Linked DNA regions of Mus musculus: all the other regions are linked to region 1. A link is a contact called in public HiChIP or PLAC-seq, Micro-C and promoter capture Hi-C data. All regions are on one chromosome and are shown on one strand. Each heading gives the region's core, a stretch centred on a gene start, on an enhancer-like site or on the middle of the called end of the contact. The rest is flanking DNA. Distances are from core to core; before and after follow the strand shown.

Region 1 (7,355 bases), core at 4,363-6,862:
GCTTTGAGGAATTCCACCAGGGAAGGTTGGATGTATCAGCCGAATAAATATCTCACCTTCCCAAGCCTGGGAAGGGAGGCCCTTAAGAACCAGAACCGTTTAACTCTTGTCTGCCCATCAGGACTGAGAAAGTTAACCAGGTCATTTCCCCGCCTCCTCCAATCAAGATGTGGGGGTGGGGTGGGAAGAGGCCAGGGGCCCTGGTGTTGAGATAGGGGCCCAGGCTTCAGCCAAGCCTGAGGAAGGAAAGGTCAGCCCAGCCTTTCACCCAATATGGCTGCTGGGAAATCTGGCCAGCCTGGGCTGAGCTGGCCCCACCCAGGGCAGGAGGCTAGCCAAGGTTGCCTCTCGCCAGAGGATGGCCAAGACAGAACTCTAAATCCCTAACACCAGCATGGCCACTGTTCTTCACTTCAGTCCTACAGTGCATTCTACACACACACACACACACACACACACACACACACACACACACACACACACACACACACCCTTTGAGGAAGTGTCTAGCAAATAAGCCACAGGTCCTGGATTCCCACTGTGTTCACCTGCCAGGTGTGCAAGACACAAAGGCACTGGGTTATTAAAGTACTCCGTGGGGGCTGGGGGGGGGGGGCAATACCTTTCACAGCAGTAGATGCCCTCCATGACCCCACCAAGGATTCTATTCCCCCACAATCCTCCAGGCACAACACAGTGCCTTTCCTCCGGGACCTTGGGACACCCACTGCTCACAGGAACACTCGCCCTGGTACCACATACCACAGCAGAATGTTCCTGCTCTTCCAGCTGTCTCTGACCCTCTACCCTAGAAGCTGCCTGGGACACAGACAGCCTTGACACCAGCAAATCTCCCAGAACTCAAAGAAACCAGTGCCCAGCTCAGGACCCTCTCTCAAAATATCTCAGTCCTCAGTGCTCCAACCTTTCCCAGCAAGGCTTGCTTCCCTCCTCGTGCCTGTCTAGGAAACCCCAAGCGACTGCAGTCAGTCTGTGTGTACTGACCTCTCCTCTTCCCTCTGCAGGGAAACCAGCACTGTGAGGAAGGACAGTTTGAGAGGGGAGCGAAGAAGCCCCTTACCTTTGAATGACAGTCGGACTCTAGGTGTGGCTGGAAGCTGGTCCTGGATAGGGGTAGCAGGCCAGGCCCCGGTCAGCAGGGAAGCCCAGAGGATGAAGGCAGTGACAAGCATCGTGGGAGGGGCCTGGGGCCCAGGAAGCAGGCTCCAGTTCTGTGGACACCTGGGAAGAGAGCAAAGTTGGAATGTGTGAGCCATTTCCGTATGCAGCCTTTGATTTTGAGACAGGGTCTCCTCACTGTATAACCTTCTGGTCTTGAACTTACAATGATCCTTCGGTCTTTGCCTCCTAAGGGCTGAGACTGAGGGAGTGCAGCACCCTGCCTACCTTCCCTTGTGCCTCAGTTTCCCTTCCTGAACAGACTGTTGCAGTCTCCATGCTCATAGCCCTCGGCTCAGGACAAAGCTCATTCATTCATTCTTCTGCCTCCTTTTGTCAGGGGAAGTGTCACAAAGAAGCCTGAAGTCCACAGGGAGCAGCAGAATTGAGGGGAGTAGCTAGAGAGCCAAGTTTTACCCCCTACTGTCCCTCCCCTCAATTCCCTGCTGGAACAGACAACAGGAACCCTCTGTGGCTCACAGCAAGTTTCCACATTTTGCCCACAACCTCCAGAGTGGCTGCTCTCTCCCATGTCCAGATCTGCTTGAGCAAATGCTCTCCTCCCAGAGAAGGAAAGTCTGTACCTAATATTGGAGTAGAGGGTAACTATGGGAAGATGGGGAGCAAGAAAGAGACATACAGATGGCCCAAAGCAGGAGGGATGCCATCGGTCAAAAAGGAACAGACAGGTAATAACAGGACTCACATTAACTAAAAAAGCAGGAAGCAGGAAGCACTCAGGTTAGACAGGTAGAAGGACTTCCTCCATGAAAAAGTACCAGCTCAGGGGTCAGAAAGGATGCTAGAATGTCCAGAGGATCTGTGATAGGGTGTATGCCAGATGTACTGCTCCCTTCAAAGTCACCCATATCCCTGGCAAGTCCACATTTTAATACTGTGTTTTTCAAATATTGTCTCCCCAGGCAGGCTGGCTGTTGGGTAAACGTAGCCCAGCACCAGTTGTTGTAACATATTGCTCCCTCCTGATACAAGTCTGCGCCAACTCCCACCCCCCACCCAGAAAGCACTGGGGGTGAGGGCATTAATGATAACAGCCTCATGGCCCCAGATCTGCCCTGTCTATCCCATTTTCCCATGGGAAGCAATATGACAGACCTATTTCCAGGACATCAGGGTATGTGTACATTAGGATGCGACTCGTTACTCCCCCAGCAGGGATTTCGGGGCTGAGACAAGGCCTAGGCTCTACCTGGGCCTCCTAGACTCCAGTGCCCTCCTCAGACTCAGCCCCCAGCCCTGGAGCCCTGCCTCTCCGGCCAAGGAAAACCACTTGGTGGTTCCTCAGACAGGAAGTGCAGCTTCAGCCGACTCCTCCAGCGGTGCTCTCAGAGTGCCTGGCACACCTCTCATTTCTCCAAGATCCCCCCATCCCAGATGCTCTCTCCCGGGGAGGCTGGCTGACTGGGGGAGGGGAGGAGCAGGCCCGGCCCCTCCCCCATCGGCTGGGGGCACAAAGCTAGTGCCGACGGAATTCAAGACAGGCTCCGGCACGGAGGCAGGAGGGGGAGAGGGCTAAGCAGTTTCCATCCACCCTAAGGGTGCACCAGGAGGCCCCCGTGAACAGTCCTGTATCTACATCCACACATCCACACCTGCATGCCCACGCACGCCTTCACAAGCATGAGTTTGCTCAAGAACTTGACCTACTAGTGGGGTGCGGCTCAAGGAAGCTAGAAGGTCTGAGTCCCTGAGAGCTTTGATCAGGGGGCTCATGTCAACAATCCACCCCCATGACCTCATTTTTCTTCCATACCCATTTTTCACAGTGACATGGTCAGGGTCACCAAAGCCAGTGTCGGACTCACTCAAGGTGTCCAAGAAAGTAGGGGACCTTTCCCCATGAGGCTCCTACAGGGAGCATCACAATTCTCTGGCCCTTGAAGGAGTAAATGGGGGTGGGGCGAAGTCTGTTAGGGCCTCAAGACCAAATCCAGGGCCCCTCTTTGGGAATCTAGGGTTGGAGGACAGAGGAAAAAGAAGGATGAAGAGGAAAGGAGGGACAGAGAGGGGAGGGGGCGGCTACAGTCCCTTCCCTTCAGCTAGCCCCTGAATACCTCCCATTCAACCCCAGTCCCCTTAAAGCCCCCAAGTCAGAACAAGCTCCAGTAGGTGGACAGGAGAAGAACAGTCACCGCCACCTGGGAGCCCACCAGGAGAAAAACCCGAAAAGGAGGAGAAGAAAGCTGGCGGGAGGGAACAAGGGAGGGAGGCAGCAGGCGGGAGGAGGAGAGAGGGAGGAGAGAGGGAGGGACGGAGGAGAGGCGCCTGAACAAAGAAACGAGGAGCTGGGGCTGGCAAGGGGTGCAGGAAAGGGGCGGACGGAGGAAGGGGTCCAGAGGCACCTGGGGGCGGGACAGGGGGCCAGGTGGTCAGATTGTCCAGCCTGATCCAGACCTCCCAAGCTCATAGTGCGTGTGTCTATGTGCGTGTATGTGTGTGTCAGGGGGAGCCTGTCTTAGCAGAGGAAGGTTGGCTCCTCTAGCAGAGAACTGCCTCAATTGAAGGGAGGCAAGGCAAGAACAGGGCTGTGGAGGAACACGGAGGAAATTACTAACAGCACCCCACCAGCTCATCAGCTAACACCCCCCCAACACACACCCCAAGACTCCTTCCTGGAGCCTTAGCTTCCCCCTCCCCCAACACCTCATAGACCAGGAAGCAGATCTGCTGGGACCGAAACCCCCTTTTGTGGCCAGGGTTTCCCAGTCAAGGTCACCTGGGCCAGGCTCCATCCCCACCCCCAAGGTACGCAGAGTAGCGGGGGCTGAGGCTGGGCTTCTGGCCTCTCCAACCCCCCACCTTCCTACTTCCGGGCCTGGCTCCTTTGGAACTACGGGGGAACAGTGGGGGTAGATCTGACTGCATTCTTGCTTGGCCCAGACAAGATAGTCCACTGCGTCCAGGCACACCCCCTGAGCAGCTGGAGAAGCAGCCCCGGCTCCATCCCACCCCCGGGCCCAGTTTTCCCCTATCTGTAACTAGGGTAGCGGGTACTGGAGAAAGAGTGAATTCGGGGAAACAGGACTCCTTCTACCTGGCCCAGCTCCACGGTGGACACAGGGAGGCTTCAGTCTGTCCTCTCCCCAGATGTTAATGGTCTGGTGGCAAAATGCACCTATTTCAAGAATGAGGAGTTATAGGTCCGGCTGGGACCCCAGCCTTAGTTCCAAAGGACTCTTCATCTTGACACTTTCCTTACCTCACCTGCTCTAGACAACCCGCCACCCCCCATGGTCCCTTGCCCACTTCACCACTAGGGTCCGTGGTTCAAACTGGGGCTTGACCCCAGGCTCTTCCAACTTAACAACACCTCACTTACACCGAGACCCCTGAACCGGAGAAGGACCGAGAGGCAGCTGGGGGCCAGGAGATCGGCAAATGGCTGAAAGAAAAGCCCATTTGGAAACAGATCCCCTTGTCTTGCGGTTCCGGGCGACCCTCCACGTGGGGGCTTCCAATTTAGACCTTCCCCTGGGGCTGACCTGGTCTTCAGATTAGAGACACTGTGGCAGTGCAAACGCGCCGTTTGGGAAAGAGTGCAGGCGTCAGCAGAGGACTAAAACAGAAGGATCCGAACTCCCACTCAACGAGGGTAAGGGTACCCACCCAAAACCTTGCGGGGGTGGAAAAAGTTAATTCACACACCAGTGATCCCGCAGGCCACATCACCTAGTCACACACACATCTTTACAGCGCCCGGGAACCGGGGAGGTTCAGGACGCCGGGACAGGTATGAAGCACATCCTAGTTCTGTCGCCTGGTACCCGCAGACAGTGTGCCACGGTTCGCCAGACCTCGCGCACTTCTAAGGAGTTGCAGTGCCGCGGATCCTAGTGGGGTCGGGAGGTCGTGTTCTCTCCGTACTCACCTCGTCCACGGCGGCGGGGCCTGGGCGCCCGGGCAGCGGTGGCCGCCGCAGCAGCGGAGAGGTTCGCGTCCGGCCGGTCCGCTTTAGCTGCCCCCCCCCCGGGCCACGGCCCTGTCCGCGCCCTCTTGTCTCTTAGCCTGAGCCGGGATCCGCACCGCGGACTCGGCTTCACTGGGTCCCCTGGCTTCGTGCACGTCAGCAGCCGAGGCCCCGGGCCCTAGCCCGGGCCATGGAAAGGCTCAGGGGCGCTCGGGGCCGCCTCCCCCGGGGCGGGCTGCGGGCGCCCCCTGGCCTGCGCGCCGAGGGCGCATTCCCCGGTGCGGGGCGCGGGCGGTGGCGCGCGCTAGGCTACAGAGCGCTGCGCTGGGCTCGGCCGGGTGGCGCTGCGCTTGCCTGGCTGTCTGACTAGGGCCCGGAGACCGAGCGGGGCTGCGCGGGTCCTCGAAGCGTACCCTGGCTCTACGCTGCGCTCGGGGCTCCCTGGACCGCTGCGGTTTGTTCCCTAGCTGCTCAGGTCTCGAGGCCGCTGGCGGGACGGGACGCTCGGAGCCGCGCGCGGAGCGCAGGCAATTGGCCGCCCGTGGGCGACATTTGCATAGCACGGCCCCGCCCCGCCGGGCCCGCCCGGCCCCACCTCCGGGGCGGGACCCTCCCGGCCACCGCCCCGCCCCCGCTCCACCTGTCCGCGGGCAGGGCTCAGGGTTCCCAGGCGGTGGGCAACCCGCGCCAGGGGAGACTGCTCTGCACCCTGCACCCCCGCCCTGGCATCGCGGGCGGCGCCCCCGCCCCGCCCTGGCTTTGTCTCTCCGTGGATACACGGCGCACATCGCGCCTGGTGTTTACCCGGGCATTCAACTCCCTGGTGAGAAGGGCTGGAGCGCAGGGGAGCAACCAGCTAGCACTCACCTGCGCGCCCCCTTCCGCGTTCCTCCTTCCTACTTGCTGCCAGCCACGGCCCAGCGGCGAAGGACCTGGGATGGCCCAGGCCTCTCAGCAGGTGGCGGTGCAGCCCTTGGGACGGTTGGCACTTCTGGACCTTCCGACAGATGGCTACCTCCAGAGTAGGTCAAGTGGGTGCAGCCCAGCCACTAGCTCTGTCCAGCTAGCCAAATGCTCCAAGTGATCACCTCAAACACCAGTAAGTCTCATTTCAAGCCAGCGGTCCTCACAGACTTTCCCTTTACAGTGCCATATTCCAGAGAACCCAGATGACAGGAGGACGACTCAAGGCATACCCCCCACCCCTCTGCTATGAAAAGGGCACTTGCTTTCAAATCTCAACAATTGAGCAAGAGCCTCCCCTGACCCCAGGAAGGGTCCCTCTGAGCAGCCCATCCCCCAAGGTCATGGCCTCATCAGCCAGAACCACTTCTCAGCCCTTCCCCATACACTCTTGCTGTGGTCCCAGGAGGCTTTGGCCCTCTTTGTCCTCTGCTTCCTCCCTGTCCTCCATCTCCTATTCCCTCCTCTTCTCTCCCTTCTCTTCTGTCTTCCTCCTTTCTTTCTCTCTGCCTTCTGCTCTCTCCCCACTCAGTCCTCCATTTGTCTTCTTCCTCCCCTTCCTACCCCTCTTTCCTCCTGTCTTCCTTTTCCATTTCTCTTTTCTTCTTCCTCCATCCTCTCCTTTTCCTGGCTACAACTCCCAGAAGAGCCACTCTTCCTCTGACCCACTGGCTGGCTGACTGTGTGCATTAGGTGGGTATCAGAGGGCTGCTGGGATACTACTGAGGGTCACCTGACTCACAAGTGGGGTACTTCCTATGCTTCCAAGAGGGCCTGGCTGTTTAAGGTGAGGAAATGTCTACCTGCTGTAGTGAGGGACAGCACCGATCTGATCTTCTCCCTAATGTCATACTTCACTCAAAACATTAACAAAGCCGGGCGGTGGTGGCGCACACCTTTAATCCCAGCACTTGGGAGGCAGAGGCAGGTGGATTTCTGAGTTCGAGGCCAGCCTGGTCTACAAAGTGAGTTCCAGGACAGTCAGGGCGACACAGAGAAACCCTGTCTCTCTCGAAAGAGGCTAGGTGAGCTGGCATATGCCTTTAGCTTTTAATCTAAGCCCTTCTCTGAGTTCCAGGCCAGTTTGGTCTACATGGCAAATTCTAAACCAGCCAGGGCTATACAGTAAAATCCAGTTTGCTCAGACAAACAAAACATGCATGCATGCTGACAGAGCTAAGGGTATTGCTCCGTGATAAAGCATAGGCTTGGCATGTGCATCACATGTATTCGGTGTGTAGTGCCAGAACCAAGTCAATCACTGCTAATCGCCTCCCTCATCCTC
Region 2 (7,087 bases), core at 3,390-5,889, 310 kb before region 1:
GCCTCGGCCGGGGGGCCTGAGGAGACTTTTATTTATTCGAAAACCGTCCAGACACCTAATGCTCTGCTGAGGGGACAATTTCTCTCTTTTATTTGTCCTCATTTTCTCTTGCCAGAGTGGGATGAGGGTCAGAGGAAAGTGAGCGAGACCAGCGTCTGAGCCTTTCTGCCATAGCAGAGAGACTCAGCAATGGTGCCAAGGGCCCCTTCCCACACTGGGCAGACATTGTGCTCAATATCCTCCTAAGGACACAAACTCAAAAGGTCCCAGTAGCCTTTAAGGGAGGGGGCCTAGAGGATAGACCCAAACCTGGGATCATGCTCTCTCTCTCTCTCTCTCTCTCTCTCTCTCTCTCTCTCTCTCTCTCTCTCTCTCTCTCTCTCTCTCTCTCTCTCTCTCTCTCTCTCTCTCTCTCCTCTTTCTCGGTGGTGGTGGTGGTGGTGGTGGTGAGCTTGAGCTCACAGCCTTGCTGTTAACTGGCGAAATAACATTGTAACACTGAGAGAAACATTGCATCACTGAGAGAAATATTGTATCACTGAGAGAAACATTGTATCACTGAGCCACACCCACATCCAGACTGGGCCTTGGATCTTTGTGTTTACTAAACCCTTGGATGAACCCACCTTTCCCTAAGCCTCAGTTTCCACAGGTGTAACATGAGGCATTCTTCAGTGAGATCTTGGTCCAGAACGTCTGCTGTAGGACTACACATGTAACCAAGACAAGAGCTCCCAGGCTATATAACCAAGTCTGTCTATACAGAACCCAAGCTGGGGTGAACCCAGTTACAATCATCCCTAAACTTGCACAATGATTGACATATTTTTGCTTTCCTTCTTATGGATGAGGCTGCCCAGGGTCCTGGAGCCCTGGGTATGATGGTAGACTGCCTGCCTTGATATCTTATCATATTCGCCTAATGCTGTCTATGAGACCACACTGTCTATCTTCCTGTCTCTGCTAGGGGCTCAGTCTTGGTGACTTACACTGCTTTCCTTGGAGAAAGAGTCCAGCTCGCTCCTCCTCAGGCTCTATGCAGTCCGTGTGCCAGACATGTTCTTTTGCCCTCCTTTCTGCAGACTGCACATAGTCTTTCCTGCCCTTTTGTGCCTCATTAGGGATCGTCCCCTTTAGAACACCTCTCCTGGCTGCCCAGGCCTCACAGTGCTGAATAACCATACACATGTTTGATCATGTGCATTTTTAAAACTCATCATGCATGTTTGAGGTGTTTGTCATGTCTTTCCTGTGTGCCGTGGTCCCCCTACAAAGTAGGGAGTTTCCAGGAACAAGCCTAGGCTCTACCTAATTAGCCAGCATTCTCCATTGTATTCAAATGTGGGGCCCCCTTCTGGTTACACGTGGAGGTTACAGTTTATCTGCCCCATGCTTAGACTAGGGCATTTTGGGGAGCATATCCCCGCTCACCTGGCAAGGCTGAGCCATAAACTCTCCTCACTTCCCAGGAAGCATCTACTTGCCTCAGTGAAGAGTCTGCCCTTCCTAGGGGATGTGTGAAACCCGTGTCTTCCTTCATTAAGCACTTGCTAAATGCTGAGTCTTGCCCTCAGGGTATTACATGCTTTGGGTTTTGAGACTCCTACTGCCAGATAAGGCTCAGGTTTGGCACTAGGTGGATGAAGACACAGGCTCACAGAGACGAAGTAGACTTGCCTACATAACCCGTAATGCCTGTTGGCAACATTGATCTGTCTCATTCCCAGGTCAGATACTCTTCCCGAGCATAGCTCTCAGGCTCCTTAACCTGCCACCTGTTTGATTTGTTATCCCAAAATGTCTTTGCTGTCTGAAACGGCCATACTCTATCCTATATAGGACCTGAGTAAGGACTATAGGTGTGTTTCTGACCCCAAGGCAGAAGCCACTGTAGGTATGTGTGACTGTAGAGGGAGCAGGAGAGATAGAGAGGCCCATGCAATTGTGGAGAGGCTTTTTTAGGCCCTTCTTGGTATGAGCATTTGATGGGCTCATGCGCATCCTGGGTCCAAATGGTAGAGAAAAAGGAGCAGGCCCCAGGGAGAAGAAACTGCAGGAGTAAGGCCACAGGGCAAGGGTTTCCATTGAACAGGTTGCTGTCCAGCCCTCAGGCTTGAGTAGGGTGGGGATCTTGCTGCCCTGGCATGATAAACGTTCCTGATAGGCTCCCTCTTCCCTTGGGTAGTATGGCTGAGCCCAGGACCTTCTTAGCACATAGTAGGTTCTCCATAAAGCTCTGTCAGCCTCTCTGGATACTGAGCTGATGTCCTGTAGGCTTACACATGGAGATGGCTCCTACCAGGTCCCCTGCAAGGATGGGTTCCTTTCTGCTGACTGCAATGTTACATGCCCCTGCCATGCCACCATCACTCAGGACAGACACCTTGGCCAGGTGGGTGGTATTAGCCGTTTCCTGCTGAACCTATCTGCCTGCTGTGGGCATCTTATTCTCTGGTAGGCCACAATTTCCCCTCCCGAGACCTTAACCTGCAGCTGGAGCCAGCTGCCAAGAGGCTGAGGATACTGTGAGCCTCCAAAGTTGGAATGTGTAAACTCTTACTACCCATTTACTCTTAATTACCTCCCCTCCTTATTTGTCTTCCTTTAACAGCCTGTCAACCAAAATCTCCCGCCTTTCCCTCGGCGCTAGCGGCCTCAATTAGGTGCACATCTGCGGAGGCTGGGATGGAGACGCTCAACCTCCAACGCTCACTGCCGAACTGACTGGCCCCAGGTGCTTGATGGCCTGGGTGCTCTCCAAGGATAGCACTGGCATCTTTGTATCAAAGGTCAGCCAGCCTGTCTCTGACATGTGTCAGGACATTGCAGTCTGCCTTGGGAAAGTACCCACCCACCCAGAAGGAGCTGCGGACATCTCAGGCCAGTCCTGCCTGCACATGAGGGATGCAGATGTTAGAGACAGGTGTCAGCAGGACAGGAGAGGACTGCTCAGCCCAAACTTACTGACTCTCCAGTGCAGGACACTCTCTTTATCTGTCCTGGTGATGAACTGTTCTGTCCAGATCTGGGGACAAGGAGCGGTGGGTATTCGACATAGTCACACATCTGGCTCAGTGACACCCCTGCTTGCCTCCCTGTAGAGCTGGCCTGATGTGGCCTCCCATTGTTCTCTAGGCCCTTCCAGACCACCAAGTCCCAGAAACTATTTGGAGTGTAGAACTGAGGGCCCTTTTTGATATCGCTGATAGACCCTTATAGTGTTCAGTATAATATACTGAATCTGGCCCGGGAAACTTCACTCAGATCTAGAGAAGAGGAAGATGTGCTCTTGTCAAGCCTTTATTTTTAGGAGTGGGGAAAGATGGGAAGCCCACAGCAGAGTTGAAAGTCAGGAAAGGTTGTCTGAGTCTATATCACTTCTGTACCCCTTGGCCCAGAGGCTACTGTTCTCTCCTCTCTCTGGAAAGTCGGTTGTGAGTAGATGTTGGGTGACCTACCCAGGCATGGGATGAGAGTCCTTGGACATCTCTGAACTGAGCCACCAACCAGTTAATAAGCCCTTAGTGTCTTGTTTGGCAGAGTCTGTGGGCAGCCAAAGGGGGTCCTGTGGCAGGGTGGCAGGGAGCATTCTCACCACTGTGGGTCAGCGTTGGGGGCTGGCAAAGTGGGGCTCAAGGGCCAACCTGAGCAGGTCCTTGGAATGCTCTTCGAAACTGTGAGTGCTTCTGCTACCAGACATTCAACCCCTTTCTCACTGCATCCTGGAAATGGCACTGCAGCCTTACAGGGGTATTCCTATGAAAAGGGAAGGCTCTGAGAAGGTGGCCCACACGCTGAATGTTACACACAGCTCATTGTTGTAACTACAGCAGGAAGATGCCAGGTCCCACCAGGACAAAAGTGAGTGGTTTATGCTAGACTGAGCTTCCTGCCTCTAGACGAGTCTGACCCGAAGCTGTGCAAGTCCAGGGAGCGGAGGCTTGGGCTCCGTGGCCCGTGTTGTCTGGACAGTAAAGTGGAGCAAAGCAAGAGCTGAGGTATCCCGCTTCCTTCAGTCCCCACATCTGTGCCGCTGGACTCTCTTCCAAGGAACTAGGAGAACCAAGATCCGTTTTTCTGCCAAGGGCTGCCCCCCCCACGCCCCCAACCCCCTCACCCCGATCCCCACAGAAAGAAATCTTGAGGTAGCTGGAGCTTCTTCTGTGGGTGTGACAGGACTGCCATTCTCCTCTGTAGTCTGCAGAAGCCTGCCATTCCACCATTTAAACCTGTGACTCCAGGCCTTAAGCCTGTTGAAGGTCGAGTCCCAGAAGGGTCATATGTGCAACTGCCTAGGGAGAGTTCCCACTCGCAGGGCCAAGAGGAGTCCCCCGGTCTGAGGTGTGGGGGCGGGGACGTGCACTGGGCGCTGGGACCACGGCTGGGGCTCAGGACTCGCGAGCTTGGATTCGGATCGGTTTGCGCGAGCCAGTAGGGCAGGCTCCGGGGTGAACGGGGACGAGGGGCGCGCGGGCACAGGCGGGCGCGTGACCGCGGCGGGGGCGCGCGGAGGCGGGCCGGCCAAGGAGAGGGAGGGAGGGAATGAGGGAGGGAGCGACAGGGGAGGGCGGCGCCGGCAGGTTGGCGGCGGCCGCTATTTGAGCGCAGGTCCCGGGCCAGGCGCTCAAAGCGCTTGGAGCCAGCGCGGCGGGGAGATCGCTGCGCGCAGCCCGCAGAGGCGCTGCGGCCAGTGCAGCCCCGGAGGCCCCGCGCGGAGAAGGAGGTGGAGAAGAGGCCGGCTTTCCGCCCGCCGCCCGCGCCCCCCCACCTCCATCCCGCCGCCGCCGTCCCCCCTCCCTCCCCGCGGCGCCGCATCTTGAATGGAAACATGGCGGTGCCGGCTCGGACCTGCGGCGCTTCTTGGCCCGGCCCGGTGCGGACCGCTCGCCCCTGGCCCGGTCGCGGCCCCCGGCCCTGCCCTGACCCCCGGGGCCCAGCGTCCGGGCCCGCACGCCCGCTCTTGCTCTTGCTGCCGCCTCTGTTGCTTTTACCGCTGCTCACCGCCCCCGGCGCCTCTGCCTACAGCTTCCCCCAGCAGCACACGTAAGTGGCCTCAGCCGGCCGCGGGACCCCGCAGAGCCCCGCGCTCCCTTGCGCCCCTCAGCCCGCGTCTGCCCCTCCACTCTCCACTCCGGGTGTCGGGGCGGGGGCTCTGGTTCCCATGGCATGCTGCAAGTGAGGGTGTCGGCTACAAACCCCCGTGGGCTGGCAGCCAGGGTCCCGGAGCTTCTGGCTGCGTCGCGAAACTTCCTTGCGGTGCCCTGCTTCCCATAGACCGCCCCCACCCCACCCCCTGCAACGGGACAGAGCAAAACATCTTCAAGCTTAGGGATGGGGTGGGGGTCGAGTCTGCCAGTTTATACTCCTGCCACTGTCCGGTGATAGAGGAGCCTGAGGTTGGTCGAGAGAATGGCCAACGACCCCTGCCCGGTAGACTTGGAGCCAGGCATCTGCCCAGTGTTTTATCCCTGGTGGGAACCTGGCGCTTTAGAGTCAGACGTGGGGTTACATCCACACCTGTCTTCTTGGGCCTTTTCCTTGGGGGGGGGGAGCGATACTGGATGCAGAGGGTGCCAGCGCCTTCTTGCTTCGGTCAATGTCACCTGTTCTTGATCGCCCACCTGAGGGGACGTCCCTGGATAGCTCAATAAGGAGGTAAAGGTGCTGGGGTTGGGTCAGAAGGTGAATGACAGGGAGGACCCCTGCCTGCTCCTGATGCTGACACTGTCGCTCCTGCTACCAACTGGGTAATAGCATTTCCAGGTTCTGCCAGCTCTTGCTAGTGGTTATTATGGTCAGTCTGAGCCTCTTCACCTTCCCCAAGATCTGGTAGAGTCGGGCAGATGTGTCTGGATAAGGAGTGGGTATTCTGCATGTGGCCTTTAGGACAACATCTGTTTCTTGACACCGTGCCTTAGCCATATGTCAGTGTCCAGACACCCTTTGGGGCATGGCAACCACCGTGCTTCTGTTTCCTGTCCTCAGCTTTAAGGAGCCACCTGTCCCCAGACTCCTTCACGAATGTCCTGGCCTAGGTTTGGGCATGAGAGGGAAGGGTCTGGCCCCAGAAAAGAGCCTGACTAGTCTGCGTCACAAGAGCAGTTCTGCCCTTGGGTAGGAGACCCCGGCTCTGCCACAGAGCCTGTCTACTTCAGCTGGTAGGTTCTCTCAGATGAGGAGAAAACAAACTCAGATGAAGCAGGGCTCGGACTCAGTCTCCCTGTCCTCTCCCTTATCATCACTCTCCTCACACAGCCCGGCCGTGTCCAGGAGGGTGATCAGTTGGCAAATTACAGGTGCCGCACGGACGTGTCCTCTGTCAGCTGTCTGGATTTTTCATGAGTGGATGGGGGGTGGTGCGGGGAAGTTCAAGGGTTGGTGGGTCGTGGTATTGTCTTTCATTTGCTGCGATGAGACTGGATCGAAACTATAATGTTTAGAAAGAGCAAAAGCATGTTTTTTATTGTTCTTTTTTTTTTTCTCAAAGCCAAGCCATTTTTTTTCTTTCCTAGCCATTTCCCAGTCCCTCCAGTGAAGGTTTAAGTAGTTATCTCTTTCTCTCCTCTTTCCTGCGCGTACACTGTCTCCCTTAGGACAATGTCAGACCCCGTTCACAGGGTACACCTGTCCCTCTGCTCTTAGCCAGAAGATGTTAGGTGGGTGTGACTACAGCCGCACATTTCCAGCTGGACACTCTTCCCTTGTTGATGTACTTGGAGTTAATTTGAGGGTTTGGGACATGCCTTGCAAACCATAATTAGGGGGATGAGAGAGGGGCTGAGGCTCTTGGGTCTAGCTGACAAATGTGTGACATCCAGGAGGATTTGCCATGACAGGCAGCGCCCTTCAGCTGCCCTGGTCCCATGAATGCAGATCTCTATTGATCCTTGGAGGGAGGAAGGGGACTCTTGTAGACCCCTCCCAATGACTGCGCTGGTTCTGGGTTAGGGCTTTTGTTAAACTGGCATAAAAGGCTGGGGCTGCTGCCAGGGCCACAGGGCTCTCTCTATGGGCTGCTCAGGGCTGAGTGGCACCCCTTAGCCTTTTCTTGGACCAGAGTAGCCAGGCTAGGAGGACACTGATACAG
Region 3 (6,578 bases), core at 2,214-4,713, 330 kb before region 1:
TCTAATGCTAGGCCTAGGACTCTGATGGCTAATAATAGCTGCCAGCTACAGCTGGGAACATATCAGCAGGTATGGATGTGGGTGGGACCTCGTGGGAGACTCTGTGTGTGTGTGTGTGTGTGTGTGTGTGTGTGTGTGTGTGTGTGTGTGTACATGTGCATGCAAGGCTAACTATGTGGGATGTGTCTGCACAAGTGCTGTACTATGGAAACACAAGGAGGTGTGAGGTTGTGTGTATTCGTGTGTGATTGTACACACACTCCCATCCCCTCTGAGAAACCCTTCTGCAAGGACTCACCAAGCTACTAAGGCACCCCAGCTGCCCTTCTGCCCATGGCCTTACCCACCTCTGCTGGCAGGCTGTGTGGGTAATGTGCACACACAGGGTAATGACACAGCAGATTGAGTCAATTTAGTTTCTTGGAGGAGAGCAGCTGTATGCATCGTGTGGCCAGAGGAGACTGGTGTGTGAGGAACTGAGACAGAAACAGGGAAGCCCGTGTGTGTGTGGAGGGGGTGGGGGTCGTGGTGCTTGGCCAGGATGCTACACTGCAGAAGCACTCCTGAGAGGAAAGACTTTGTGACCAGGAGACCAAGGTGGGACTGTGTGTGGACAGACTGGGAAGGATGCAGCCAGCAGGAGGAGGGCCTCAGTCTCCTCAGCTTGTTGAGGCCTCTCCTATTGTATGAGACAGGATGAGTGCAGTACCCAGCTTTTTCCTAGAATAGCTTGAAGTTTGGTTCTTTTAGCAGGTGTGAGTCTGTCCTGTTGGCTCTGTGGAGGAGGGGGAGTCCTGGGAAGTCTTTTTTTTTTTTAAAGATATATTTATTTTATTTATATGAGTACATGGTAGCTGTCTTCAGGCACACACCAGAAGAGGACATCAGATTCCATTACAGATGGTTGTGAGCCACCATGTGGTTGCTGGGAATTGAACTCAGGACCTCTAGAAGAGCAATTGGTGCTCTTAACCACTAAGCCATCTCACTAGCCCCAGGGAAGTCTTCTTTTAATTGATCCTGTCCTATGACATATATGAGAAGATTTGCTGACCTCACCACTGGAAAGCCATAACTCACTGTAAGACCATACTCTGATGATCAGACTCAGAGCTGCACATGCTGCATGTGATCAGAAGACTTGAGCAGTCATACATAGGCTGCCCTTGTCTGGGCTGTGTTCCACTGGAGAAAAAGATCTTACACACACACACACACACACACACACACACACACACACACAAGTCTTCTATGGCAGAGGGAAGGTAAGGAGGCAGGCCAGGTAAAGGGCTCACAGAATACTTCACCACTACAGATGGTGGTCTCTGAGCTACAGTTTGAGTAAGGGAATTAACTAGAGGAGAGTTTGGAGAGAGAAGCCACTCAGGTACTGAGGACAGCAGGACCACAGTACAAGGCTGAAGAGAACACCCTGTCGAGATGAACCTCGCCTGTGCTTAGAGGCCAAGGCTGGGACACATGGTTGGAGATGGAGTAGTTAGTGTAGCAGGGTGGAGAGAGCCTGTTGGATTGGTCCTAGGAACAACAGGGTGCCAGGAACATTTTGTAGGCCTCCCTGGGGACAGACCCTGAACTGCAGGTTCCTATGTGTTCAGGCACAGCCAGGTTAAGTACCCCTCGGGGAGACAGACCAGGGTGCCCCTGAGAAAACAACGTGTATGCATCAGGACCCAGGGATGGGTGTGAGGCCACAGGCTAGGGTGGCCATGGAGTTTACACTGTAGTATTAGCAGAGAGGCTAACAGAAAGTAATAGGGCATGCCTGTGATCTCGGCACTAGAAAAGCTGAGACAGGGGGTTCACGAGTTTGAGATAGCTTGAGCTACACAGCAAAAGCCTGTGTTGAGCAAACAAAAACAAAGCCTTAAACAAACAAATAAACAAAGTAGTTAAAAGACCATGTAGGACCTATACCAGGCAGTTCTGTAACCGCAGTTCCAGGGCAATCAGAAATCTGTATTTTACGGACTCACAAATAAAGATAAATCTTTAAAGAAAATAAAAAGAAGAAATCAGAGAAGTGAAGGCCGAGTAGGTTGTGATAATCTGGATACAGATTCCAGTTACTTGTTTCAATCAATTCCACTTTTGGCTGAAATAACTCGGGTCAGAATCTTACCTTGAGTCTCATGGACTGCACTGTAGGCTTGCTTAGGTGGAGCGGAGGGGATCGGAAAAGCGAGTGCACGAGAACTGACAGAAATGTAAGGTTGTCCAGGAAAGAAGCTGCAGAGGAGGGGACTGGGATGCCCTAGACCACGGGATGTGGAGTAAAGGGATTCGGGTTGAATGGAGCAAAGGTGGATAAAGTGGGCGTGGTCAGGGACAGCTGGTGAAGCTAACCTCAGGTAACAGAAAGCGATACAAGAATTGGTTCATAAATGGCCCTGAGTGGTGCCAAACGCTGCACAGAGAAGAACTGTGAAGTCTGGAGGGCAAAGCTTGTCCAGTGTGTGATCTTCCAAGTGTGGTCTTTGGGACTTGAGCCATTTCTGGGGCGCAGAAAGGACAAAGCCAAGCCAGGCAGAAACCCAGGTCGGCAGGAGGCGCTGTGGCGCTCAGTCAGCATCTCAGGTATGTAGACTGAGGGCGATCACCCATCCCCCACCACCCAGTGAAGGAAGGGCGTCTCTCAACAAATGTTTGTTGAGCTCCTCCCTGCCCTGCATGCAGGATAAGGAAAGGAGATGTGCGGAACAGGTAGGAGGAGACAGGAAATTAGGGGAGGGTCAAATGAGCAGCTCAAGGTGAGATGGGGTTCATCCCAGACAGGCAGCAAGGATCCCTATATAAGGCAGCAAGGGCTGGAGAGGCAAAGACCAAAGGGTAAGAACGGGGCTAGAACGGGACCCAGTCAGCCTGCAGCTGAGGGTCCAGAAGACTTGATGGCATCCGCATAGGCCCCCAACTGTTTCAGATTCTCAACTAGGGTTCTTCTTCTCCCGTCTATGAAATGTGGGTACCCTATGGCTACCAGGAAGAGGTGCAGGAAACAAGAGCCCCACCCTAGGCCAACCCCTCCCCACCCTACCAGTGGCTAAAAATAAAAGCAACAATAATTTCCTTAAATGAAACCTCCACTTAAACACTTAAAAAGCAATAAAAACTCAATTTTCTTTCTCTCAATTATTTTACTTATTCCATTTTCCAAAAGGTTCACCCTGTTATGAAGATGTATTTTTCCCCATCAGCGGCAGCGTTCTCCGCCATTACTCAAACTGCCTCAGCCTCCCTCTGCCAGGAGGGTCCCCTGGTCTCCGCGGCAACCAAGTGTGTGTGACTGCGTGACTGTGGCCCTGCCACCACTGCTGTTGCTGATGGGGACACTGAGGGGGCATATATCTGCCCCACTTTGGCCCTTGCTCAGTTTCCCAACCTATCTTCTCCAGCCACTCACACCATCACCAGGACTACAAGCCCCTCCCACCAGCTGCTGCCCTCTGACCTAGCCACTCAGGTTTGTCTGAGTTGCGGGGAGGAGACAAAAACCCTCCCACCCTCAGACAAGCACGCAGCTTGTTTCAGAGAAGTAGGCTTGGTACTTCAATCACACAAGCCTGACACTGTAAAAATTGGGTTTCCTGGTATCATTAGTGCTTTGTGATTGGTTCCATTTGTATGGCGCTTGCCTGGTTGCTCATCTCTGCTAATTGTTTTTACTTGTTCTTTCCATTTTTAAACTGCTGTCGTGTTGGCTTTTAATTTTTAATTATTGCTACCCCTCTTTTTTCCCTGTTGGTCCAGACCTCTCCCGGGTAAGGCTCTCGGTGCCTGTAGCTATAGCCAGCTCCCTTTCGATGGCCAGGGCCTAGGACCACCAGTATCTGTCCTTACTGGTCACGACACATCTGCATACTGGTACAGTGATAGAGCTTGAGCCCAGTCTATCCTCCAAACATACACTGGGCACCCAGCATTCAGTCCTAGAAATGATCTGGGGCTCCTAAGAGACAGTGAGGGGATCCACTGGATACAGGGTGCAGTGAGAGCTGCTTTTGTTCTCTTGAGGGACACAGCTATATCCCATCCACCTGCCATCTTAACCCTGCTTTCTTGGGGCCTTAGGCCTCTGAGACTTAGCGATAATACGACTGTAACCGTGCCCTCTGTCTCCAACCCAGTAGCTGTTCTCAGCTTTCCTCTGGATGATCTATATCTGGTCTCCTATTCTGATTTTTTTCTCTTAGTTTGCCCAAACGCTTTGTGCCTCTGCTCCAACCTAATCATAAATGTTCTAGAGTGCCCGGGCAAATTCAATCCTTTCCCCTAGCGGTGGCCTTACTGGACAGTAGATGCTGAGTTCTCACATGCCATTGGGCTTCTGCACATTCATAAAACAGGGACTATCCACTAGCCCCCAAAAGAGATGGGATGCGCTCAGAACTCATTGCTAAGAAAGGCAGGGTAGACTGAACCCACGATTGTGGCAGTCTTTCTGGGGCTGTTCAGAGGATGCTGGAGAGTGTGGGGGCTCCTGGGGCTTGGGATGGGCAGTCCCAGTGTTGGTCCAAAATGTCAGCATTTACCCAGACCCTAAAGTCATTTTCCCAATGGGGACTCTGAGGTCCAAAGGATGAGAGTGACTTCTGATTTAATAGGGATTCGTCTATGAGGCCTCCTTACTGTTGGGGAGATGAAGCAGGACGTACCAGTGGCCAGCATAGGAAAGAGGATTGGCTGTAATCATTGGTAGCTGAGGTTAGACTCACCTTGTTTGGTCTGTGCTGCTACAGAAAGACAAGAAGGGGCAGAACGGAAAGGTGTTTTATTAGTGTTTCCTTGGTTGGTTTTATTTGTTTGCTTTAAGACAGAATCTCATACTGTAGCCCAGGCTGGCCTCAAGCCTGAAGCAATCCTCCTGCCTCAGCTTCCTGAGCTTTGGAGGAGTGAGTCTAGTTACTCAGCTTAGAAAGGCTCTTTTACTGAGCACGGGCAAGGCCACGTTTAATCCCTAAAACCATCTTGTTTCAGAGGACTCAGGCTCAACTAGGGGCAATGACCAACCCTGACTTCACTCCTGGCAATCCCAGACTCCCCTGGTATGTGCCAGAACTCTTCCTCCCCAACTAAGGACTAAGTATGTGTTCCAGTCAGAGGGTCATCTCCACCTCAACCCTTTGTGAGAAGAAAGCTGTAAAAGAGCCGATAATCCCAGCACTCGGGAAGCAGAGGCAGTCGGATTTCTGAGTTCGAGGTCAGCCTGGTCTACAAAGTGAATTCCAGGACAGTCAGGGCTATAAAGAGAAACCCTGTCTCGAAAAAAACAAAACAAAAACAAAACAAAACAAAACAAAACAAAAAACCCCAAAACAAACAAACAAACAAAAGAAAAAGAAGAAAAAAAAAAGAAAAGAAAAGAAAGCAAGCAAGCTGTAAGAGGCCTGTGGAGCAGAGACATCGCCTGTCATGCTAGCCCTCCTCCATGACAAGCCCCCCAAGGTGGGAGATGGGGCTCCCATTTTGGAGCAGGTAGTTTGACAGTTTGCTGACAGCATCAAAGAGGGAAGAGATGCGCGTCTGGCCCCAACTTGGCCTCTACTAAAAGCATCCCGGTGTTCGTGCACTCTTCATCCTAAACCGATGGACTTCAAAGGCTGCGCTGGAGGAGGTGAGGCATCACTTAATGGCATCGCAGGCAGAACTGAAGAATTCAGAGACTGCTGCTATGGTTGCCTTCCTAGTATACCTGGTACGGTTCCCACAGCAGTCCCAGAAGACTGGAAGCCCCAGGTTCTACCGCTCTGTTAACCCAAGGATTTGCTTCCCCACTACTCCGGTGTCCCAGACTTTGGCCCCCTGCGGGCAGCGGACAGTGCTGCTGGAGCTCGCTGCTGCGGAGGGCAGCACCACCTGGACCGACGCACATGCGCGGAGCAGCCGCCTGGCCCTGCCGCAGCAGCCCGTGCCCCCCGCCGCCTGTGCACGGAACGCGCGAGCAAAGCAAACAAAGACGTATTGGTTTCTGCTCTATTAGAGGCGCAGGAGGGGGGAAATCAATGTTTAGTAAATGGGAAAAGAGAAAATCGTTCAGGAAAGACAGTCTATTTCCAAGCCGGAGAGAGGTTCGTAAACAGCACAGGCCATTGCGGAGGAAGCACGGCGAGCCATAAAACTCCCCCGAGCGGAGGAATGTTCACTTAGCGCGGCCGGCTGGGCAGGGTGCAGCGCTAACCCGGGTGCCTTAACACTAGACGCCCAGGACTCCTCCAGTAAGCAGAGATGGAGGAAAGGTCCTGGCTTGTCAGTGCAAAGTCCCACCTGGGCACCTCTTGTGTACTGCACGGCTTGCCCCTAATCCCTTTCATGTTCCACCATTGCTCACTGTGTCCTCTCTTAGCTTACTGGAGGCTGCCCAGAGCGGGCAGCGACACATCGCCCTGACTCTCCTTCACCAGCCTCGCCTCAAAACTCTAGTCATCCTAACCTGAACTCGGTTGTGTTCAGAAGGGTCAAGACTGCTTTCCAGAAAGGAGAGTTTAAGCTGGACCTTACTTCTGCAACGTTCTCCAAGTTAAGAAGGGAAGGGATGGGGACCTAAAGTGAAGCAATGTCCTACA
Region 4 (6,563 bases), core at 1,977-4,476, 420 kb after region 1:
TGTAAATCCCCAGGAGCGTTGGAGTTCATCTCCTGGCTCCAGTCTCTCCTCTTGAATTTTGTTGGTTTCCAGGTGTCGTCATCTTGGCCCTTCCTTATCGTAAGTCCTTGCCTCCTGCCCCCCAGACACCACTGACCTGACTTTCACTGTTACCGCAGAAGATCCACAGTCCCCATGGGCTTGACCCAGCTCTCCAAAGCTCACTGAATGGTACACTTAAACTCTGTAAATGTCATCATATGTAGATTTTACCTAAAATAACCTACAGTAAATACTGAATCCTACTTAACGGTGATACGCCTGCTGCAGTGGTCGGTGTGAAGTCCACTGTATCTGCACCACACTTTGAAAACCAACAAAGAAATTAGATGAATGGACAGATGACCAGACAGAGGGATGGACAGGAAGACAGAAGGACAGAGATATGATAAAGTTATGAGAAAACCATGCACGGTGGTGTATGTCTTTAATCCCAGCACTGGGAGGCAGAGGTAGGCAGATATCAGCCTGGTCTACAGAGTGGTTCCAGGACAGTCAGGACTACATAGTGAGATCCTGACTCAAATAGCCAAAAAGCCAAGCCAAGCCAAGCCAAGCCAAACCAAACCAAACCAAACCAAACCAAACCAAACCAAACCAAACCAGACAAAACCAACAAAACAACCTCCCACCCCCCCAACAAAACCCCAGGAGAGTCACAGGCTAATTAAAGATTCAGGTAACAGATCTGAGAGTTTTCCTTATACAATTCTTTCAACTTTCCTGTGGGTTTATATTTTCCCATGATGCAGTATTGAGAAGGACACGCTACTGTCACAGAGCTGAGCTCCTCCACTGCTCTCCTAGTGTCTTTTAGTTGGATTGTAGGGTTTGCTTGTATATTCTGGATATATCAACTACTTACTAGGTATAAGTCTGGCAATTATTTTCTCTCAAACATCTTTTCCTTTTTTTTTTTTTTAAAGATTTATTTATTTATTATATGTAAAGTACATTGTAGCTGTCTTCAGACACTCCAGAAGAGGGCATCAGATCTCGTTACAGATGGTTGTGAGCCGCCATGTGGTTGCTGGGAATTGAAATCAGGACCTTCGGAAGAGCAGTCTTAACCACTGACCCATCTCTCCAGCCTTCTCTCAAACATCTTAAATTTTCATCCAGTCTGATCTGTCTTTCTCTCTATTGACTGTGCCTTTGGTGTCTAAGATAAGAAACCACAGGCAAGTCCAAAGTTGGAAGGGCTTGTCCTGTATTTCTTCTTAAGAGCTTTCCAGCGTCACCTTGTATATGTAAGTGTCTCGCTCACTCTGGGTTAAGGGTTATGTATGGCTGCTGTAAGGGTCCAGCTTTATTCTACTGCTTGTGGAGACCCAACCTTCCCAGCATCATTTGGCTTTCTCCATTCAAAGTTCTTGTACTTCTTGACAAAGATCATTTTATCTTGAGCTTGGAGTGTAACTAATTAGCAAAATACTTAGTATCTACTACCTAGGCCCTGGGTTGAATCCCAGAAACACACACACACACACACACACACACACACACACACACACACAGAGAGACAGAGGCAGACAGACAGACAGACATAATAATCATGTAAATGTATATGTGAAATTTGGGAGATTTGGGGGTTTTGTTGTTGTTCTGATTTTGTTTTTTCTTTTCCTTTCTTTCTTTCCTTTCCTTTCCTTTTCTCTTTTTACATAGGGTTTCTCTCTGTGGTAGCGCTGGCTGTCCTGGCACTAACTTTGTAGACCAGGCTGGTCTTGAACTGAGAAATCTGCTTGCCTCTGCCTGGAGACTGGTGGGATTAAAGATGAGCATCCTGTGCCTAGCTTGATTTTGTGTTTATTTACCTTTTTGAGTCAGGATCTCACTTTTTCTTGTTTGAAATTTTTTTTATTTACTCTTATGTGTGTGTGCACATGCACAGTACTTGTGGAGAGCAGAAGAGGGCATCGAATCTCCAGGAGCTGGAGTTACAGGCAGCTATGCCACCCGATCCCAGTACTGAGAACTGAACCCTGGTCCTCTGGAAGAGCAGCAAGTGCTCTTAACCACAAAGCCATCACTCCAGTCCCCTCCAACTTGGTTGTGTGTGTGTGTGGTTTTTTTTTTTTTTTTTTTTTTTTTTTTTTTTTTTTTTTTTTGGCAAGTTTGCTCTGACTACTTGAGGGTCTGTGTGTGCCTGTGTGGGCATGTATCACAGCTTTTGCAAGAACCAGTTTTCTTCTACCCTGTAGGTCCTGGGAGTTGAACTCGGTCCATCAGGTTTGGCAGCAAGTAACTTTACCCACTGAGCCATCTCATCCCCCCTTTTCTTGGCCGTCTTTACTCCACTGTCTCTGTCCTGTTTCACTTGGCTTTACATATAACAATATACGATTTAGGGCTGGTGAGATGGCTCAGTGGGTAAGAGCACCCGACTGCTCTTCCGAAGGTCGGAAGTTCAAATCCCAGCAACCACATGGTGGCTCACAACCACCCGTAATGAGATCCGATGCCCTCTTCTGGTGCGTCTGAAGACAGCTACAGTGTACTTTACATATAATAAATAAATAAATAAATAAATCTTTAAAAAAAAACAATATATGATTTAGTGGTGAGCTGCATTGTTCTGCTCTGGATCCTTCCCATTCCTGTTTGGTTGATGCCTAGGCTCTTCAGTGCCAGCACTCCATGCCTGATGGCCTCAGCCACAAAACAGCCCATGCAACAGCACTCTTGTCTCTCCCGTGTCTCTGCTCTCCATCCTACAGATACAGTTAAGGTCGGCCCTGTCTCCAGAAAACAGGCAGCCTGGGGCCGCGTTCTAACACCAGGGCTGGCTGCCTAAGAGCTCCTAGAAGCTTGGAGGACTTTCCCCTGTTGACTGAATGGTTTTGCTGTTGCTGTTATTTTTTAATCAGGGGGGCTTCTATAAGGCAAATGGCCTAAGGACTAGGCACATGGTGGCTAAGATCCCTTTCCTGCCCCAGCCTGCCTGGAGGTCCACTTCCACTTTATTTAGGGTTAGAGGGAAGCACTGTAGTCATCTCCTCCTGGAGGAGGCCTCATCCCATGCCTTTAGGACACCTGTGCCTCATTTGAATCTGGCCCAAACAGCAGTGTGGCCTGGATGGGGCAGAGGAAAGGGGACAGGCTGCTGGCTAGGGCTGAGGACTCTGTGCTGCTCATAGCTCCACCCCCAGGCCATCTGGTGTCCTGGCCTTTGCTGGAAGCAGTGGGATGCAGACATTAAAGGGAGAGGCTTAGACCATTACATTGGCTCCCTTCCTTCTTTGCACAACCCACCTTCGGTAAGCATCCAAGCCCAGGGCTTGTCATGAGGTTAAGGATGGGGGCAGTAAGTTAGACCTGCCTGCCTGCCTCTGCCTCTGCCTCTGCCTCTGCCTCTCTGCCTCTGCCTCTCTGCCTCTGCCTCTCTGCCTCTGCCTCTGCCTCTGCCTCTGCCTCTGCCTCTGCCTCTGCCTCTGCCTCTGCCTCTCTGCCTCTCTGCCTCTCTGCCTCTCTGCCTCTCTGCCTCTCTGCCTCTCTGCCTCTCTGCCTCTCTGCCTCTCTGCCTCTCTGCCTCTCTGCCTCTCTGCCTCTCTGCCTCTCTGCCTCTCTGCCTCTCTGCCTCTCTGCCTCTCTGCCTCTCTGCCTCTCTGCCTCTCTGCCTCTCTGCCTCTCTGCCTCTCTGCCTCTCTGCCTCTCTCTCTGCCTCTCTGCCTCTCTCTCTGCCTCTCCTGCCTCTCTGCCTCTCTGCCTCTCTGCCTCTCTCTCTGCCTCTCTGCCTCTCTGCCTCTCTCTCTGCCTCTCTGCCTCTCTCTCTGCCTCTCTGCCTCTCTCTCTGCCTCTCTGCCTCTCTCTCTGCCTCTCTGCCTCTCTCTCTGCCTCTCTGCCTCTCTCTCTGCCTCTCTGCCTCTCTCTCTGCCTCTCTGCCTCTCTCTCTGCCTCTCTGCCTCTCTCTCTGCCTCTCTGCCTCTCTGCCTCTCTCCCTCTCTGCCTCTCTCCCTCTCTGCCTCTCTCCCTCTCTGCCTCTCTCCCTCTCTGCCTCCCTCTCTGCCTCTCTGCCTCTCTGCCTCTCTGCCTCTCTGCCTCTCTGCCTCTCTGCCTCTCTGCCTCTCTGCCTCTCTGCCTCTCTGCCTCTCTGCCTCTCTGCCTCTCTGCCTCTCTGCCTCTCTGCCTCTCTGCCTCTCTCTCTGCCTCTCTGCCTCTCTCTCTGCCTCTCTCTCTGCCTCTCTCTCTGCCTCTCTCTCTGCCTCTCTCTCTGCCTCTCTCTCTGCCTCTCTGCCTCTCTGCCTCTCTGCCTCTCTGCCTCTCTGCCTCTCTGCCTCTCTGCCTCTCTGCCTCTCTGCCTCTCTGCCTCTCTGCCTCTCTGCCTCTCTGCCTCTGCCTCTGCCTCTGCCTCAGCAACGGCTAAGCCTGGAGTAGATAAGGTCCTGACCATACTCTTTCCTCTAGTGTTTTATTTACATTTTCAAACAGTTTTCTTTGTTTACTCTGTGTGTGTGTGTGTCTGTGTGTATGTGTGTCTGTCTATGTGTCTGTGTGTGTGTGTGTGTGTGTGTGTGTGTGTATGCATGTGTCTGTGTGTATGTGTATATGTGTGTGTCTGTCTATGTGTGTCTGTATGTGTCTGTGTGTGTCTTTATGTGTGTCTGTGTGTCTGTCTGTGTCTGTGTGTTTGTCTGTCTCTCTGTGTGTATGTGTGTGTGTATGTATGTGTGTCTGTATGTGTATCTGTCTGTGTGTCTGTCTGTGTGTCTGTCTGTATGTCTGTGTCTGTATTTGTGTCTGTCTGTGTGTGTTTGTGTGTGTCTGTGTGTGTTTATGTGTGTTTATGTGTGTCTATGTGTGTGTCTGTCTCTGTGGTGTCTTTGTGTGTGTGTTGTCATGGCTTGTGTTTGGAGATCAAAGAACAATTTCTGCCCTTCCTCCATGCAGCTCCTGGGGGCTGAACTCAAGTTGTCAGGCTTGGCATCAAGTGGCTTTACCTGCTGAGCCATCTCATCAGCCTGGTAATTTTCTCAAGTGGAGTTTGAAGTGAATCTATCTCTGGGCCAGCCAGGGTAAAACAGAGAAACCCTGTCTGGGTTTGGGCTAGCAGCCCTCACACCCCTGGTAGGAGAAGAACAGAGGAGGAGGAAGAGGAGGAGAAGGAGGAGAAGAAGGAGGAGGAGGAGAAGAAGGAAAAGGAGAAGGAGAAGGAGAAGGAGAAGGAGAAGGAGAAGGAGAAGGAGAAGAAGGAGAAGAAGAAGAAGAAGAAGAAGAAGAAGAAGAAGAAGAAGAAGAGAAAGAAAGAGAGAAGAGAAGACAAGGAGAAGCACTTCCCCATTTCCCATCCCCGGCTCTGAATGTTAGCGTCTCTGGCCTCTGGTTGCCAATGTGATATCAGAGCAAGGGTTTCTTATGTGTGGTAAAAACAGAACTGATGCCAAAATGAAACCCTCTACATGGTCTTTTGGCAGAGTTCCTAACAGGTGAAATCTTTGTAATTTAAAAAAAATTTTTTTCAAGACAGGGTTTCTCTGTGTAGCCCTGGCTGTCCTGGAACTCACTATGTAGACCAGGCTGGTCTCGAACTCAGAAATCTGCCTGCCTCTGCCTCCCGAGTGCTGGGATTAAAGGCTTCGCCACCACGCCCCGCTGAAGGTTTTTTTTTTTTTTAATTTTTTTTTTATTTTTTTTCATTTATTTATTTACTATATGTAAGTACACTGTAGCTGTCTTCAGATACCCCAGAAGAGGGCATCAGATCTCATTATGGATGGTTGTGAGCCACCATGTGGTTGCTGGGATTTGAACTCAGGACCTTTGGAAGAGCAGTCAGTACTCTTACTCACTAAGCCATCTCACCAGCCCTGAAGGTTTATTTTTATTTCACATTTTTTCCTTGTAAGCACTTCAGTGCACCATGTATACGCAATACCCATGAAGGCCAGAAGAGGGCATCAGATTTCCTAGGAACTGGAATTATAGATGGTTGTGAGCTGCCTTGTGGGTACTTGGAACAACCCAGGCCCTCTGCTCTTGTGTCAAGCAGAAGTACTCTTAACTGTTAAGCCATCTCTCCAACCCTCAGGTGAAATTCTTTACCTGCCCTGAACTGAAAAAAAAAAAATCCAAAAAGACTTGACCTTTTTCCAGAGGAGTGACTAGCCTAGACTGAGTTAGAGGTATGCAAACGAGTGGTTTTCCAGGAAAGATGAAACAGATGGGCGAGCAAAGCCTGCAGAGTTGTCTCCTCTTCACATCAAGGTATGACCCAGGAGGTGGCTCTGCTTTCAGCATGTGACAGAGGACAATGACACCAATGTGACCATTGTGCTTTGCCGCTCCTCAGGAAACTGTGCCAAGGTTAAGCTTTCCTTGACAGGAATACCCCTGAAATCCAGCTCCAAGAAAGCAAAGATCTCATCTGGAGGCCCCAGCAGAATAGACCGTCGCTGGGCATGGGCCTGTGGAACAGAGTAAGACAGCATTTTTCCAGTGGGGAGTTGCGGACTGGCAGCTCCACCCATGCTCTGTAGAAGCAAGCCTGGGAGAGGCTGCCAACTTTCATCACTGTCTTAGAGCCC

Evidence for each region. Promoter capture Hi-C pulls out the DNA fragments that hold promoters and counts their contacts. A called contact is a pair of places that touch in the nucleus more often than the background predicts. HiChIP or PLAC-seq counts read pairs in DNA pulled down with a chosen protein or histone mark.
Region 2: a contact with region 1 is called in an H3K4me3 HiChIP or PLAC-seq map of embryonic stem cells, with 32 read pairs. The contact joins the promoter of Cacna2d2 here to the promoter of Sema3f in region 1. A contact is called at or near these places in 1 of 39 promoter capture datasets (embryonic stem cells), 4 of 484 Hi-C or Micro-C datasets (all in embryonic stem cells), 1 of 115 datasets of contacts at active chromatin or transcription factors (embryonic stem cells) and 1 of 9 other capture datasets (embryonic stem cells).
Region 3: a Micro-C map of embryonic stem cells shows a contact between it and region 1, with 3 times the contacts expected there. The contact joins the enhancer-like site here to the promoter of Sema3f in region 1. A contact is called at or near these places in 1 of 39 promoter capture datasets (embryonic stem cells), 3 of 484 Hi-C or Micro-C datasets (the G1E-ER4 cell line and embryonic stem cells), 1 of 115 datasets of contacts at active chromatin or transcription factors (embryonic stem cells) and 1 of 9 other capture datasets (embryonic stem cells).
Region 4: a contact with region 1 is called in a promoter capture Hi-C map of stem cell-derived epiblast-like cells, with 2.7 times the contacts expected there. The contact joins the promoter of 4930447F24Rik here to the promoter of Sema3f in region 1. A contact is called at or near these places in 4 of 39 promoter capture datasets (embryonic stem cells, liver, pre-B cells and 1 more) and 1 of 115 datasets of contacts at active chromatin or transcription factors (pancreatic cancer cells).

The regions. Positions count from the first base shown.
Region 1 is chr9:107,704,350-107,711,704 of GRCm38.p6, forward strand. Sema3f (sema domain, immunoglobulin domain (Ig), short basic domain, secreted, (semaphorin) 3F) reads right to left here and starts at 5,613. Exons shown (of 18, transcript NM_001379496.1): 1 at 5,069-5,613; 2 at 1,082-1,242. The coding sequence starts at 1,193.
Region 2 is chr9:107,395,241-107,402,327 of GRCm38.p6, forward strand. Cacna2d2 (calcium channel, voltage-dependent, alpha 2/delta subunit 2) reads left to right here and starts at 4,640. Exons shown (of 38, transcript NM_001174049.1): 1 at 4,640-5,043. The coding sequence starts at 4,829.
Region 3 is chr9:107,372,213-107,378,790 of GRCm38.p6, forward strand. No RefSeq gene overlaps it. Among named protein-coding and RNA genes, the nearest start is that of 4930429P21Rik, 21 kb to the left of the region's middle. Within about 2 kb of position 3,464, at least 15 of the 459 cell types and tissues checked have an H3K27ac peak or open chromatin away from gene starts, as enhancers often do. A contact at or near this core is called in embryonic stem cells, where this site is marked.
Region 4 is chr9:108,130,492-108,137,054 of GRCm38.p6, forward strand. 4930447F24Rik (RIKEN cDNA 4930447F24 gene) reads left to right here and starts at 3,227. Exons shown (of 3, transcript NR_126078.1): 1 at 3,227-3,299. The region is part of intron 2 of Bsn (bassoon); the gene reads right to left.